Regions from separate parts of the Rattus norvegicus genome. Here region 2 is linked to region 1. A link is a contact called in public Hi-C data. All regions are on one chromosome and are shown on one strand. Each heading gives the region's core, a stretch centred on a gene start, on an enhancer-like site or on the middle of the called end of the contact. The rest is flanking DNA. Distances are from core to core; before and after follow the strand shown.

Evidence for each region. Hi-C and Micro-C count contacts between places; a contact is called where the count stands out from the background.
Region 2: a contact with region 1 is called in a Hi-C map of Schwann cells, with 5 times the contacts expected there. The contact joins two enhancer-like sites. A contact is called at or near these places in 2 of 12 Hi-C or Micro-C datasets (the Rat2 cell line and Schwann cells).

The regions. Positions count from the first base shown.
Region 1 is chr11:38,693,069-38,698,565 of GRCr8, forward strand. No RefSeq gene overlaps it. Among named protein-coding and RNA genes, the nearest start is that of Adamts5, 160 kb to the left of the region's middle. Within about 2 kb of position 3,248, at least 2 of the 93 cell types and tissues checked have an H3K27ac peak or open chromatin away from gene starts, as enhancers often do.
Region 2 is chr11:38,944,201-38,949,697 of GRCr8, forward strand. No RefSeq gene overlaps it. Among named protein-coding and RNA genes, the nearest start is that of Adamts5, 410 kb to the left of the region's middle. Within about 2 kb of position 2,916, at least 2 of the 93 cell types and tissues checked have an H3K27ac peak or open chromatin away from gene starts, as enhancers often do.

The DNA of each region.
Region 1 (5,497 bases), core at 1,998-4,497:
CCCCTGCTTCTGGGTCTGCATAGATATGAGGCTCCTACACCATATACTCATAACATCATGTGTAGGCATTCTGCTCTATTTTCCTTGTCATGATGCATGAGAATCCTTCTGAAGATGAGATATGTTTTTTCGAAACTTAAGTTCTTTCCTTCAACTACTTGGTAATACTGAAGGAAAAGTGATGAAAGGTCAAAATCGAAAGGTATGTTGCTAGAGAAATGTGATTGTGAAATGACTTGACTCCCAGAAAAACTTTCAGTGCCTTTAAAACAAAACCCAACTACACAAAGGAAGACAAGAAGTGATTCCAAAGAAGCATCCTTACAGATTCAACATTGGAACAAATGAAAAAAAATGGTGGAAAAATGTTGATTCAAATGATAGTTTGATTAATGATAATTCTGAACACTACTATTTGGGAATTATTGAAAACATGGAATTAGTTTTCTGCTAATTTTAGGGCCAGTCTGTGAGTTTTGTTGGCTATTTAAATAAATTAATTTAGGAATATTTAAAAAAATGTTTCATATTAGAGTAGATATGTGGTTTGGGTGGTCTAAAACTTACCCAGTTTGGGACTATGAGATACTTTAAAATAGGAATTTAAATCAATGAAAAAATGAATTATAAAATCCAATAATTATTTAGAAAATTAAAAAGTATACATTACCACTCTTCTGCCCACCATGTTCTTCATCTATGATGTCATAGATTTAAAGCAAACGGGCCCAGAAAGAATAAACAAAACTCTCTGAAGGCAGACATAGGATGCACCTCAGATGATAGAGCTCACGAAACAGGATTAACAGTGCCTGTCATTACTACCAGATGGGAGGTGGAGGCAGGGGGATGCAGGACAGGACGGTCAGCTTTTGCTACACAGTGAGGTTGAGGACATCTTTGCCTATGTAAGACCTAGGTTAAACCTAATAAAAAGAATAAATTTTTAAAACAATCAAGAAAGCAAGCAAAGAAAGAAAGAAAGAGAGAAAGAAAGAAAGAAAGAAAGAAAGAAAGAAAGAAAGATAGACAAATAGAAGGAAAGAAAGATAAAATAGCAGCTGTATATGAACATTTAGGAAAACAACTCATGGTTTTTTAATTTGTTAACTCTCAGGAAAATGGCAACTATATACACATTTTCTTACTTTGTAACTATATATTCTTTGATGATCCCTGTTTTCAATCTACTCATATTGATTTTTTTAATGGTAAGAATAGAAAGAACAATTCCTTATTTATTCTAATCTCTGCTACTTTTTTCCTATTACTGTGACAAAACGCCTGAGGAAAACAAACTTCATGGGGAAAGAATAATTTTGGTTTATGGTTTCAGTGGTTTTATTCTAAAGCCACCTGGTTACACTGCGTTTAGGATTGGTGACAAGGATAAATCATGGGGGTAGGGGTAGGGAGTAGAGAAAATGTGAGGAACCAATATGGCTCAAAGCTTTTAAAAATTTTGTAAAAGAAAAATGCAGGCTGGAGAGATGACTCAGTGGTTACGAGCACTGACTGCTCTTCCAGAGGTCCTGAGTTCAATTCCCAGCAACCCCATGGTGGCTCACAACCATCTGTGATGGGATCTGATGCCCTCTTCTGGTGTCTATAAAGACAGTGACAGAGTACTCATATACATAAAATAAATGAATCTTTTAAGAAAGAAAAATGCATAATACCACATATATCATCCACAGACCCTAACTGGGTTTACTATTCTGTTCTGTAAAATAAGTTTAGTTACCTTTACCATTGGATTTAAGGTACTTATTGTTGAAATTTAAAAAAAAAAGAAACTTTCGAGTTAGTACTTTAGTTCATTCATCACTGGGCTGACAATGCCTGGACCATGATCATGTGTAATAGCAAGGGTTGTAAGACCACCCGAATGAAAGGCGATATCGTCCCTGTTCAGCTTTCTGTGGGTGGATCTCAGCTTTCATACAGTTGCAAGATAGCATTCTGCACAAGAAGTGTGGTGAAGGTTACATGAGAGTGGATTGACAAAGCTCTCAATAATCACAATAAGCTTAAGAGATTTTCCCCAAATCGACTGTCCATGTAAACACAAAACACAGCAGCCACATGTATCGATTCCTTATTCTCTGTCTGCCAGGGCCATAGAAAGACTTACACTATATTTGATCTGCTATTTGCTGATATAACACTGTTCAGTCACATTCTATGCACACACAGACACACAGACACAGACACACACAGACACACAGACACACACACACATACACACACACACACACACCTAGTTGTAAAACTATAAAAATGGCTTTTCCTGAGTACACCCCAGACTAGTAAATTATCATGCACAAAAGGTTGGCCCTGAAATTTATTTTCTAATTAGTGGTTTCTTTACAATTTGTCTATAAACTTTAGATTGGATCAAAACGAGAAAGAAGGTAAATGGTTTAATGCATTACTTTGTCCCTGGCTTCTGACGCTACACTCACATTTGAATTGCCTGGCCATGTGCCCAGTAAAACACAATAGGTGGATTTTAATGGTCTGAAGCTCTCTTGGAAGTGGCCATTAAGAGCAGCCACTTTTATAAGTCCCATTGGTCTGAGTCGCTTGCGCTCTGCAGGCCAGCCCATTGGAATCCTATACAGAGTGAATGGATAATGGATAAAGAAATATGGCCCATCGTGGATCAATTCAACTAAGACATTACTGGAAAACCACAGAAATGCTTCTCTTTTACATAATGAATAAGCTAGAGGAGTAGCCGGGGGATATGTGGCCCAAGAGGCCAGCATTTCAATGCCACTGCTGCCCCTCCATGCTCAGGAAAGTCAGTGGCTTCACTACAACTTCTTAAGTTTCTTGGTCTTATACTTAGAGACATTTGCATTTTAAAGTCCTTAGAAGTTCCTGACTGTAAAATTTGATGTTTCACTCTTAAACATGTGAAATAAGTTCACTTCTGATAACTAACTCCCCTTATAGAAGGGAAATAACTTACTCTTGCTTTCAACTTGGTTACGGTGTCTGGTTGATGGGGAAATAGAGTTTCATGATAAAATCACAGCTGTCTGGAGACTGGCAAGATGGTTCAGTGGATAAAGCATATGTCGCATGCATCATACACACACACACACATATTTAAAATGCAGATGTTTTAAAATGTTTAAATTATTGTAATCATGTATTTACTTCATTATGATGAGAGTGAGGATGGATGTCTAATTTACAACTTGTTGAGCAGCTGGGCTGTAACAATGCTGACACGGTGCATAGTGTCTCCCCGAAACCTGTTTTCCTCCATTCAGTCTCTTAAAGGAGAGCTACTTCCCTTTGAGAAAAGCCAGAAGCAACAGAGCGGAGAAAGATGAAAATATGGACTATGATATATGTGCCATCTTACCTGGGATTTATGTTTTGCTGACCCCACCAAAACAGCTACTTCTCTAGCTCTGATCTCCATAACATATCAGTATTGATATGAAAATCTCATATGTTACCACATGACTCTTAATCTTTGTACATGTTGATCTATATTAGAAACAAAAATTATTATCTGATACCTAAAATAGTCATACAAATAATTGTTAATTTTCTTTGATTTCATTCAAGGCTCCAGAAGCCATTAATGGATGCAATTTAAATATTTAACAAGTTTTACAGAAACCCGTGAAAGCTCTTTCAAGACAACAACCTGAAATATCATTGTTAGCCAATTTATCAACATAGATACAATTGGTTTCATCAACTTTCCACATGTGAATTAAGGGAGTATAAAAAATCTGTTCCTGTCTTAGTTTCATCATTTATTGTCATGGGAGAAGGCAGGCCTAGTCACTGACATGGGAGGAAGCAGGGCTAGTCACTGACATTATTTCAAATTAAACCAAAGAGTGAGAAAAGTCAGTGAAGGGCCATGTTGTAATTCTCTTTTTATCCAGCAGATCCAGAAAAGTGACTCTTCTCCTTATGTGTAATAAGTTGGTTTGACAGGACTTAAAAAATGATTAATTATCTTAGAATGTGAATGTTTGGGTAAAGGATACTTCTGGTTTCCAAGAAGATGCTCATTACTGATAAATTTCCACTATCCATGGAAATCTCTTTAAAACAATAACATCAATGCTGTATTTTATACATTTCCAAGATTTGATTGCATCTGCACAATATTTTCAGCGAGACCCATTCTGATGTGGCAAGAAATGTAAAGTGATGATCTCCTGTGCCAGTAGATTTAAGTGATTGCCAAGAACACATTGGTGGGCTCACAGAGAGTGCTGTGTCCACTCCCCACCCAAACTGACTCATTCTTTGGTGAGGTTCATGAAGGGTGGAGAGGATCTCAGCATTTGGAGGGTTCTTGAAAGAAAACATACTTTGAATGCCTGCTGTCCCACTGACAATCGTGAAGTTGTAACAGTTCTGTAATGTGTGGTTAACACATCTTGAACTCATTATTAGGAATATAAAAAATGGATGTTTTCTGTTATATTTTCACTGATGTAGAAAATAAATGATTAACTATGTAATAGATAGCTATATACTTACATGTAGCTGTAACCTTATTACTCTATAGTGTGCATATTTATACTATATATTCTATATTATGTATTGCAATTTGTATACTATCGAGCAGTGTCATGTATACCTTATTGATTTTTTGAGTAATATTTTTAAATATAAAAAAGTGAAGACACCTATTTTAGACTGCAGGAAGAATGGTAATATTTTTATTAGATATTTTATTTATTTACACCTCAAATGTTAATCCCTTTCCCAGTTTTCCCTCCGCAAACCCTCTATGTCATTCCCCCTCCCCCTGCTTCTGTGAGGATGCTCCCCCTCCCACCCACCCACCCACCCACCCACCCACTCCCACCTCACTGACCTGGTATTCCCCTACACTGGAGCATCAAGTCTTCCCAGGACCAAGGGCCTCTCCTCCCATTGATGTCAGATAAGGGTATCCTCTGCTACATATGCAGCTGGAGTCAGTCCCCTTCAGTCCTTTCCCTAACTCCTCCTTTTGGGGTCCCTGCGCTCAGTCCAATGGTTGGCTGCAAGCATCCGCATCTGTATTTGTCAGGCATCTGTATTTAAATCCCATAGAGAAAGATGGCATTCTTTCCATAGAGTAAATCATCAAGTGTGCATGTTTTCTACCACTTTTGAATTCTCGCCCTACTTTCTCTTTCTCTGTCTTTCTATTTCTATCTATCATTTTTAAAATCTAAATCTCAAAGACTGTGATATTGTTTCCCAAGGGTACTTGCCTTTGAGCAAAGCAGCAGGAGAGAAATGAATCATTTCAATTTTGAGACAGATTGAGGATCACTCCTCTGTAGCAGAGAGTCGGGGCGTTCATTACTTTGAAGTGTTAATGTACTTAGCAAACTAATGGTCCATCTTGATTAAATTAATTGAGAATTATTTTTAGAGAAACTGTTATTCTCAAACACACATTCAGACTTGACCAAAATAGGGTACACTACAGGCCCTAAACATGTCCCAGTGAATTTTC
Region 2 (5,497 bases), core at 1,666-4,165, 250 kb after region 1:
TGATGACTAAGGATGTTGAACATTTCTTTAAACGCTTTTCAGGTATTTGGTACTTATCAGTTGAGAATTCTTTGTTTAGCTGTGTATTCCAGCAAAACTCACTGGAGGAAATACAAGGACAAAGAGTAGAGCAGGGACTGAAGAAAAGATCATCCAGAGATGACTCCCCTGGACATCCCCCATGCAGCCCCCAAACCCAGTCATTATTGATGAAGCCAAGAAGTGCTTGCTGACAGGAGCCTGATATGGATGCCTCTTTAGAGGCTTTGCCAGAGCCTTACTGATACAGGTGAGGATGCTTGCAGCTAACCATCGGACTGAAAAAGGGGACTCCAATGGAAGAGTTAGAGAAAGGATTGAAGGAGCTTCACAGAAAGAGGGACAGGGAAAGGGGACAGGGGAGGAGGGGAAAGGTGATAACATTTGAAATGTAAATACAAAAAATTATCCAAGGGGGAAAAAGAGTTTCAAACCTATGAGCCAGGTGGCCTATAGAAATAGAAGCTGATAAAGATAACTAGAGAATCGTTGAGTGTGACCCTTAAAGAGGTTTGAAATGCCACGTGCTTAGAACCTGGGCAGACATTGTTTGTCTTAGCCAGTGGATCGTCAGAAATGATGCCTTGTGATTTCCAATCCTGAGCCTCAAATGGCTACATATTCCCTGGAGAGAGTCAAATCGCCATGAACAATGACCAGCTAATCCTGGCACAGAAACTACATGAAGAGGCCAAAGGACCCAACTCCACCCACCCACCCCCAATAAAACAAGTATTGCTAGAAATCTAAAACAAACATGACTCCTCCACCAAATTCTTGGTTTTAGAATTGAGTATGAAACCATGATACGTTAATGTCTTTAGTTTCAAACATGAGCTAATTGAATGGAAATGATTTCTTGTTCAGGTTGGCACGTCTTTGACAGGTGAGGCAGCACTGGTGGGTTGAATGTTCCTGATCAGTATCTGTCTCACGAAGACAAAAGAAGTGATAAGTATGCAACATTTCCAGAAGACCTGACTCAACTCCACAGAACTCAACAGGACTACTTTGTGTGCTCGGCACCACCCAGCTACCAGCAAAATATTTATTAAATGTAGAACATGGCTTACTGTATTAGTATGAAAAATCTTAATTTTATATGCTATTTTAGAGAATGACCCTTGAAAAAGAAGTGACAATCAAAAGCAATTAAAATTTTCAGTGCTTTCATTTTTAAACTTAATTTTAGAAATTGTAATTTATATAACTACTAATGTTAAAATATTCCCCCTTTGTACAACCGTTATTATGCTAGAGATAAAATTTTGTTTTATTTAAACAGTGTTAGGAGCTGTCCTTTTGTAGAAATGAGGCACAAAACATCAAGAAAAAAGGATTTTGTTACAAGATAAGACACTTGAATATTATTTATGCTTTTATTTTCTTCACATACTTTAAAAAAGAAGTACAGAAGAGGGGAAATCCACAAAGTAAATTCTGCAAAAGAGTAAACTTGTAAATACATGTGTGTGTGAGCAGGCATGCATGTGTGGGTGAACGTGTACACACATGCACGCACACACATTCTCTCTCTCTCTCTCTCTCTCTCTCTCTCTCTCACACACACACACACACACACACACCCTCACATACACACACACACATCAAATATAATCCAAGATAGTTGACAGTTGCAATCCAAATAGTTATCTCTCTGAATTGCCTTTCACACTCACTAGTTTATGTGTGTAACTAGCAATCTTGGGTTATGAATTGTGAAGTAATTCAGTTTTTTGAGCAGTATGATTTATTTTTCTAATAATAACTATAAAGAAATGTATACCATGCTTTTGGAAAATCATTGGCTCCCTAGAAAATCTGAACAACTTTGGGATTTCAGGAAGGTATTATTTTCTTAATTGTGTAACATATTTAAGAAAAGAAACGTACTCTTCACTTTCAACATACTTTACGACATATTTACCAGTGACTTCCAATGTAAGTTTTACGCTATATAGTTTCAATATGGAGTCACTTCATTCCCCAGGCTCTAATGTCATCATCTGTCCTGGTGGGAGTGTAAAATCAAGAAACATTTTATAAGAAAAATGATGTGAACAACTTCATTACTAAGGATTAGTTGTTTCTTGAATTTCTGTGAAGAATCATGGCTGATTTGCAAAACACACCTATATCATATTGCAATGCTTCACTCAAAAGAATTGTTTGTGCAGCTATCTCAGAAGGAATGAACTGACATTTCCAAAAATAAAAAAATATATATTTTTATACAATTGAGGTTAGAGAAATTTAGTAAGAGACGGTTAGTTCAAATCATTTTAAAATAAGACTATTTAGTCCTGTTTATTAGACCACTGGGGCTTCCATAAGAAATACTATAAATAGGGTTTCTTAAATATATTTGCTTACAGTAATTTCAAAATAGAGGATGTGAGTCTTCTTGGCGTGAGTCATTTTCCTGAGTTACAGATGACTGTGTTCTGTCTGTAGACTTATCAGATCAAAGCTCTAAGCACATGATTTTTTTGAACCCTAATTCCTACCTCCTTCAAATACAACAGCTTTGGGTTAAGGACTATCAACTTCAAATTTTGTCAGACATTGGATTCTGTCCATAGCACTGCACTGCTCATAAACTCAATTTCATGACCTTATCGCATACGAAATGCAGTTATTCTTTGCTTGTTCCAATATCAACTGTAAGCGCTAGAGTCTCGAGGCAAAAGAATAGTTTTCTTTGGCTTGGTGTCTCTTGCTCCCAGCCATCTCCACCCTGTTTCTGAGGTAGGAGTGCAAAGAATATAATCTCTTACTGCTGGAGGCTCAGTTCCTCCCATTACATAAAGACCACACATACCATAGCTTTACTGAAGACATAAGATTCTGCAGCCTCACTTAAGTGCTACAGCCTAGTTCATTCCATCATTCCATAGGACTTCCTCCATTCTGTTATTTCCAAATGGTGGTGCTTCTCTAGATATAATCACATTTCTTCCCTTGAGATGGCTCATTTAGCTGATGAATTATATACATGCTCTTTTTTAAAAATCAGATATCATTTACTCTGTCCTCACAAGCTCAGATGTTCACAATAAAATACAAAGGACTGGGGTCTTAGATGATCTGAATGTATTGGCCCACATATGTGCAATCCAGAAGTCCACTCAACTCCTGGGTTTCTGGTTGTTGTTTTCTCAGCATGTCTTCTCATGCAGATGCAAGCAGAGCCCTCTAGTGTCTTTTATTATAATGACACTAATCCTATACTATTAACCTCTGCAATGAGTATTAAAGCTTCAATTTACATAATATAAGGGGTAATCATTTAGCTCTTAACAGCATGTTTTCTCTGCTGACACAGCACTTTTCAGTTTTTGGATTTTTAGTTTGATGTTTAATCCTACCAGAATCTCTCTCACCATTCTAAGTTTCTCAACCCCACATGACCTTCAGAAGGTCTTGTAATGTATACATTAGAACTATTTCCTCGGCACAAAGCAGAGAGTGTAGCTGTGTGTTAACTATCTGTTGCATTCCATCTGCCAATGCTGCGTACTAATTTTTTCATGTCTGCTTTACATGTGGTTTTGTGCTGAATGGGCCTTCTCTGTTTGCTTCCTAGAATTTTTAAATATAGTAGTAGTTCTACCAAGCCATAGGACATTTTCTGAATACCTGTCTCCCTTCTATACTTTAAGAGACTCACAAAGTAAGTTACCTCTGTATATTTCTGCTTATTGGAGTAAAATTCTGCTAAATATCTAGTTTTGATACAATCGTTGATTGATGCACGGTTAATCTAATGCAATGTAATGACTTGACTCATCACCTAATCATATAGTGTTCCCACTATGATGGACTATCTCCTTATTTCTTTAATAAGGAAAGTAACTAATACAGATAATTAGGAACAATAAAGTTGGGTGTTAATGAATTTAGCCTAAAGCATGGGCTTTACATGTTTAGAACTGGTTTGTGGGAAGAGTGAGGAGGAATTTGAAGCCACAAGTTTGAAAGTCCCTAGAATGCTATACACATTGCTAGAGGAAGATTATGGTGGGAGTACAGGAGAGAACAAGGCCAGGAGAAAAGTAGAAAATGATGGCCTGATCCCTACATTTTCTATTCATTCATTCATTCATTCATTCATTCATTCAGTCTGTCTAATCCAATATATAGGCATTTCAGTCTCCCCTCCATCCCATGTTTCCCCTCAGATCCCATATCACCTCTCCTCTCCCACAGATCCACTGTTCCTCTATTTCCCTTCAGAAAAAAGCAAGCCTTCTTGTGATATCAAACTTGGTACACTAAGATTCAACAAAACTAGGCACATGCCCTCAGTCAAAACTAGATGAAGTCCCATGAGCTGGCAAAGAAGTTAGAGACACCCCCCACTGCCATTGTCCAACAAAACCTCAAGCTAAAGAACTACGACATGTATGCAGAGGACTTGGTGCAGAACCATGCAGGATCCATTGTGACTGCTTTAGTCTTTGCAAACTCCGATGAGTTCCGGTTAGTTGGTACTGATGGCTGTGTTCTGGTGTCCTATACTTCTAGTTTTTAAAGGGACACAAGGACAGTTCCACTTGATGCTAGGTGATGAGGTCGTTCTTATTACATTTTAGCAAAACGCTGCACATATTGTATTCTCTCTGAGTCCTTAGAACCTGAGTCAGAGTGAGGTCACGGGCATGAAGTTGAGACAGACGAAATCTCAAGACCACAGAATTTAAGCTATGTCATAGTTGCTGGTCAGTTCGCATCTCCAGCCCGTCTGTGAAAGAGCAGGAAGTGGAAGAAAGCAGATTTGAATATGTAGCGGGAAGGAAGGAGTCTAATGTTGTAGCCAGACAAGGCTCAAGAGACTGCTCAGAAGTTAAGCTGCAAACTATTCTTGCTGAAGACTTGATTTTGGATGTCCAACATCCAGAAGATATGGGCAACAGTTTCCTCTAATTTTGACTCCAGGGGACCTGATATCTCTTGGTCTCTGCAAGCACTTGTGTTCACACGCACTTACTGATACACGGGTACACTCATACACATAACTAAAAGTAACAAAAATGCATAAAGAAGAAAGTTACAGAAAGAATAGGTACTCAGAAAACACCGGCAACCATTAAGTGAATTAGCACCTTGGTGTCTTTTCTGCTGGCATGCTTCGAAAACAAGACCCAACACGAGAAAGGTTCCAAATTATAAAAGGCCAAATTACCTGGCAATGAGAGAGCCTGAACTGAAAGTGTCATGAAAGGACATCTCTACTAAAGAGCAAACCTCTTGAGAAATGTTCCCCAAGTTCAGCACATGCCAAGTCGATATAACTGTGGCCCCACATGATTAGACTACTTCTCAAAATTGCAACAAATTTAGCAGTACTGTCTATTTCTCTATGCGGTATTTATTTTACACATGTAAAGATACAAGAGCAAGTGGACAAAGGCCATGTTCCCAAGAGCAAATACTATCTAGAACTGTATGGCAAGGT